2 separate regions of the Arachis hypogaea genome follow, and region 1 is linked to region 2. The links are chromatin contacts, called in public Hi-C maps. All regions are on one chromosome and are shown on one strand. Each heading gives the region's core, a stretch centred on a gene start, on an enhancer-like site or on the middle of the called end of the contact. The rest is flanking DNA. Distances are from core to core; before and after follow the strand shown.

What was found. A called contact is a pair of places that touch in the nucleus more often than the background predicts.
Region 1: a contact with region 2 is called in a Hi-C map of an unstated tissue, with 3 times the contacts expected there. The contact joins two enhancer-like sites. A contact is called at or near these places in 2 of 8 Hi-C or Micro-C datasets (leaf and an unstated tissue).

The regions. Positions count from the first base shown.
Region 1 is chr10:108,143,319-108,146,483 of arahy.Tifrunner.gnm2.J5K5, forward strand. No RefSeq gene overlaps it. Among protein-coding and RNA genes, the nearest start is that of LOC112716386, 22 kb to the right of the region's middle. Within about 2 kb of position 1,348, at least 3 of the 3 cell types and tissues checked have open chromatin away from gene starts, as enhancers often do.
Region 2 is chr10:108,004,909-108,008,414 of arahy.Tifrunner.gnm2.J5K5, forward strand. No RefSeq gene overlaps it. Among protein-coding and RNA genes, the nearest start is that of LOC112716381, 19 kb to the right of the region's middle. Within about 2 kb of position 1,568, at least 2 of the 3 cell types and tissues checked have open chromatin away from gene starts, as enhancers often do.

The DNA of each region.
Region 1 (3,165 bases), core at 98-2,597, 140 kb after region 2:
AATTCACTAGGTGTATGGATGGTTATTTTAATATTAAGATTTAAGTGAATAATTTAAGAATGTAATATATTTTTACTTTATTAGATCTATTATTCATATTGTCCACAAAAATCATTATCTACCTGTACTTTTTTTTAGATATTAGATATATATCAAAAGGTATAGTTAGCTCTTTTGGATTAAAATCTTACACTAACAATTTAATAACTTTGTCTTCAATTTAATAGACTTTAATTTTTATTTTTGATCAAATAAACTCTTAAATATCAATTCTAATTGACAAAAAAAAATCTAAATATTTATAGCAATCGATTAATGATTAGTCTATTTTGTCAAACAGAACTAATATTTAAAAGTTTATTTTGTTAACAACAAGAATTAAAATTCATTTTGTTAAAGTCATAATCTTTCGAGTATCAAAATAGTTATTTATTATTTTTTTTCAAATTTAACATGACTACCTAATATCATAGCAACCATGTTAACCGTATATAAAAAATTAGCTATTAAATTAGTTATTTGTATAAGAATAAATTATAATTTTTGTCTCACAATTTTTTTTTTAAAATATTCCTAACATTTAATTGCATTTAATTTTGTTCCTATATTTTTAATTTGTGTCAAAATTATTTTTGGACATTAACTTCATGTGAAATGTTAAAGACAAAATTAAAAATATTTAAAAATAATTTTGACACAAATTAAAAATATTAGAGATAAAATTAAATGAATCGAAAACGTTAAAGACAAAATTGAATAAATTTAAACATTAAAGATATTTTTTAAAAAAATTACAAACGTTAAAAATAAAAAGTATATTTTATCCTTTATATAAAATATATATTTAAATCTATATTACACCTTGAGAATTTGAGAAATAAGACATGGATTATACATACACACAGAGACATGATCACTCATTTGATAGCTAACCTAGTATTTTTGTTACACGAATTAGAACATTATAAATAATCACAATACTAGTGTAATTAACAATTAAATTAAAATGATTACATGAAAAAAATATTCGGATGAGGGTCCATCAATAATAATAACTCACAGTATAAAAATATTTATAATAATCAAATAGAAGTTTGAAAATCTTTCACAGTATCATTATTTTTTCTCCCAACATAATTTTCTTGCTTATTTTTTCTGGTGGGGTGGGCTGAATTCTTCAGAAAAGGGCTGTCTTTTCCTTTATCTGGGTCCAAAAGAATTCTTCGAAGACCAACAATTTGAAGCCCAAGATAAGTGTAAAAACACTATTTACACAACAATTTAAAGCCCAAGATAAGTGTAAAAAGCCCAAGATATATAGAAAAACACACCTGGTAATAATTTAGAAAAACAAAAGCTTTATGGGCTTAGATTATTCACTTTATATGAGCCCAATCTATTTTCTTATGCAAAGGCCTACATTCCATAATAATTTTGTTTATGAAAATTATTAATCACTAAGATAGAAAGTATGAAACAAACACCAAAGAAAAAAAAACGGATCATACATTTATAGGAGGCAAACAAAAAGGATCTGAGCGGGGCTGAAAATTTTAATTTTTTCCAGAGGGAAAAAAATTTTTGGCTAAAAAAAAATGAACGATTCCTTAGTCTATTCTTCTTAAATCAACAATTTATTAAAGTATAAGTTGTTAAAAACTCATTATACTCGATGTTATATTAAAAATAAAATTATTTAATTTGCTTCGTATGTATATATATGTATTAGAACAATTTAACTAAGTATTTTGAATAATCATAGAAAAACTGCGGCAGAAAATAAAAAGGTCACCGTAAACTTTGGTGATAGTGATGAATCAAAGTTTTGAGAAAAGTTGAAGCAGACACATAAACGCAGGGATAGCCATATTACCATCAAGGTTGTTTTCTTCTTTTTCTACAACATGACAAATTATAACAAATCAACTTGAGCTTCTTTTTCCTCTTATGTGTGACTCTTTATGCATGCACTTATTCTTATCATATCAAACATCTAATGTATGCAATAAGCTAGAGGCCTAAAAGCTATTATTTCTCTTTTTTTATTTAATTACTCTGTTAATTTTATAGTTTTATTAAATTTTTAGTTTGGTCTTTATATTATAATAGTTTGTAATTAAGATTTTATATTAAAGAAAAACTTTTATCAATATAAGAATTCAATTATAAAAATTTAAACCGTAAAGACCTAATTAAAAAATTGATAAAATTATAGAAACTAATCAAATAATTAAACAATTTTTTCAAACTTCTAATCGTATAATTTTTTGGTGATATGTATGTGGGTTAGATATGATATGATTTTTTTTGTAATTTCTTTTTGTTTTTTGGTTGGGGAACATAGATAATGACTTGTTTGATTGAAGATTTCACAGAAACTAGGAACATTTCATTTTCATATCTATGTAATGTATGTGAGGTGTACTTCCCACTTTTATCTCTTTAATTTGATGCAGCCTGTGACATGATTCCGTGTTTTTCTGTTGTCCTCAAAGCTTCAATTACCAGTATACCAAACTCCTTTCTCCTTAGCTTATTTCAAAGGGTAAATTTATATATATATATATATATATATATATATATATATATATAATTATTTGGTTTGTTACTGTAGTTGCTAAATTTATAATTAAATTTTTATACTTTTTTTTAATTATGTCTCTATACTATTTTTAATTTTTTAATTAAGTATTTTTTATGTTAAAAATATTAAAATTAACAGAATATTTTTTTTTCAAAATATATAATCAAATATCCAATTATATTCTTAATTTTAGATACCTTCGATATGTAGAAAAAATATTCTATTAATTTTAATATTATTTATATTAAAAATGATCTAATTACAAAATTAAAAATAGCTAGTATACGAATTCAAATTAAAAATATATATATAACGACTTAATTAAAATTTTAGTAAAATTATAAAGATTATTAGAATAATTAAACCTATATATATTAAAAAGTATGGCTATACATCTTTGACAATATTATTTAAAAAATTGCTAAGATTAAATTTTATATTTTTATGATATATTTTAAGTATTGTCAAAATTATATAATCGTCCTAATTTAGTGTTGCTTAGCCATAAATATGTGTGTATAAAACAAATTAAAATCGTCATAATTTTATTAGGACCAATTGTATTAACTATGGCGATGTTA
Region 2 (3,506 bases), core at 318-2,817:
AGTAGCCCAATACTAAGCCCGCAAACATTGGACTTTCTTAATATTATATAAAGCCAACCTATTTCATAATTTCTAATAACTTTTTAAGGATAACAACTACATATCTTTATACATAAAAATAGAGACACGGCCTTGTCCAACAAAAAAAAAACCTGTCCAAGAAAAAGGAGAGAGACACGGGCATTATACTAGAATATATATTAGTCTATGTTTTAAATTTCTCTTTTTCTTTAAAAACATATTAAGATAATGTATTAAGAATTGAGCTGAAGTGGTCGATTCAAATCGAATTAATTGAAAATTGGTTATCAAACCATCTTGGTTTAGAAAAAATTGGTTGCGAGGGAATCAATGAAGTTAGTTAATCAATGATCAGTCAAATTTTAAAAAACCTAATTTAAATGAACTACTACTGCAGCTATGATGAAGCTTCCGAGGGGGAAATGGTATAGAAATGACGAAAGGAAATAAAAGTAGCTCCCTTGAAGAGAAGCAGCCATAATTGAAAGAAAAAAAATTAAAATTTATTATTTTTTATCAGCATTTTTATTTATTAATCTAATTTTTTTAATCTAATAATTTAATTATATATTCTTAGTTCAAACGTGTAAATATTATTGACTAACTATTAGTCAAAAATAATAAATTAACATTTGCCTTATTGAAGAGGTATTGGCAATTTGGCAAGATTCAATAATTTAACAAAACTCGGGAGTTGATCTTTTTTAGTAGAAAAAAATTAGATAGTGTCCAATGTTTGATCTCATCATTCATTATTCTCTCTTATTAATTTCTAGTTCCACTTATAGAATTAAATGTGAGAGATCACACTTTATTCTTTCCAATAAAAAAAATATAGAAAAAATCCATTTCCACAAAACTCCACACAATACCTATACATGGAGATGTGAGAACACTGGAATTCTGGAAAGAACCCATGGCACGTGCATCTCCACATACAGTTGATGCCATATTATGAAGTGGGCAAGTGGCCCAATTCCAATCAAAGAAATCCATCAAATATATTTCAGTCACACAATTTTCATTTTGGATAATATAGGGTTCATGTTGAATTTGGTTCTTGAAAATTTATTGACAAAAGTTAAGTTAGCTTCTTCATTTTTTTTTTTTAAATTTTATCGTTAAGTTTCATGTGGCACTTTAAAAATGTAATATGTGACATGTTTCCACTTTCCACACACATTATTAGTTATTAATTATATGTCGATTTTTTTATATTAAAAACCAATTTGATTCATGTTAATATTTTGAGAAGAAATATTAGAGAATTGTTAAAATTTATTATTTTTTGTTATCAATTAATTATCAATGTTTAAAATATAAGATAAAGTATGTTGTTGAATTATTAGACTAAAAAAACTAAACTAAAATAATTAGATTAAAAACTAAATAATAACTAAAAATAATTGTTCGGTAGTTCGTTGAACCGATTGAGAAAGCGTTGGAAGTGAGGATCAAGAAATGAATGCGGGAGCTGAAGTGAAGAATCGAGCCGGTATGTCATCAGTTGGTCGGTGGGTGGGACCACTTGCAAGAACACTCCGATGGCAAAGTAAGAGTCCGTACGATGAGGCGGCTAATTAGGATTGTAGTGACGTATCTTGGGAGAGGGATAGGCCCCTTTCCTTTATTCATATCTTCTCGGGTGGGCCCTCCTCATGCCAAGGCCCAACCATTTAGAAGCTTCCGCCAGATAGCAAGATCTGTTGAAAAAATCGGAGCACGTGTAGGGCGTCATGCCGTACGAATGAGTAGCAGGTCCGCTTGGTGGACCTTCAACTGTTGGGCTGGGCCAAAACAGTGTCCCCAATGCGTAAGTCATGAGGTTCACGACTAGTACATTCGTCTTGCCCGTGTTCTCGTAGGGGGTGATCTCGAGCTGATGCGTAGGAGTGGCAAAACGGGTCAAACCCTTCGGGCCAACCCGCCGAACTCGCTAAAAAAAGTGGGTCGGCTAGGATTTGGAACCCGCCAAATAAAAAAAATCCGTCAAACCCACACCGCCAAATTTGCGGATTTTGGCGGGGCCTGCCGAGCTAAAGGCTTTTATTTTATTTTATTTTTTTATTAAATAAAAGAGTAATTATTGCTATAAAATTAATAATTATATAATTTTTAAATATTTTTTATTTTTTGTTTTTATTCTTCTTTTAATTATTAACTTTATTTATTTTATTTTACAATTTTGTATATATGTTCAAATTATGTGACTTATTTTTTAAAATAAAAATAGTTCTATTGACAAATATTATTTTGAACAATTTTATTGAAGTTAAAAATTATAAAAAGGATAATAAAAAATTATATTATAATTTGACTAGTTTTTATTTGTATTTAATTTTTTAATTATTAATTTTTATTAATTTTAATGATTTTTCTTAAAAAAAGAGTCAAGCGGGATAACCCGCCAGCCTGCCAATCCGCCATAAAGCGAGGCGGGCTAGCATTTTGAATCCATTTTAGTTGGCGGTGATGGTTTCAGTGGCTAAGAGAAGGGGAAGTTGAATCTTAGCCCCCTTTTTTGCTCAGTAACACTTGCTGGTCTTTGAAATGACTTCAGGAGACTTTTTTATTTTTGTCTCATCTCTAGCCACGAGACTTTTATTTTTTGTCTCATCATTTGGCACGAGATATTTTTCAGTTTTAGCTCCTATGCAGTAGAAACAGAAATGGAGTAGAGAAGAGAGAAAATTACACCCAGATATATCCTAGTTCAGCTGCTAAGTGCAGTGCAGCCTACATCCAGTTTCTATCACAACAATGATGAGATTTCACTATAATCTTCTTGATTACAGACTATAAGTGCTAACCCAACTTACAAGGGGATTCCCACAGAATCATGATACACAATACAGATGTACAAAGGAACTCTAAGAACTCTGTGCCTTGCACTCTCACACTTTCTCCTTGCTTCAAGTCGTGGTTGTTCTCCCTTTTTATAGAAGGGGGAAGCCTCCACAGTTGAAACCAAAAATCAAGCCAACTTCTTCTTCTCCAAGAAACAGAACCGGTTTAGCCAGAGAGAGAGAAGAGATAACCCATGCAAAACCCAACATGCAATTACCTCTAATCCTTCCTTGGTCATCAATCTTCATCAATCCGAGCGCTCCATCTTTAGCTTGCTTTCCAAGATGAATTTCTGGCCCTTGATGTTTCATGATGATGATAGCTTCATCAGCTCTAATCTCTGCCTCTTCCATCACGTAGCCACCCTAGCTACTTCCTGTGGTAGTTGAGCAAAATCAGAGACAAGCCATCCCTCCAAGGATCTTCTCCTTGCTCGCTGAATCTTCTTCAACCATTTTTTGTATGAAGAAGCTAAGATCTCATCACCATATCTTATCATAAGTGATAAGAATCTCAACCACTATATTTTTTATGTTTTTTTGTCATCAGCTCGATGGTCTTGATGCATATAGCTCCTTCTTTCTTTTGGTAGCTCAACTTAGCTTCCATAGTTTCATGTGATATGACCGAAGATAGAA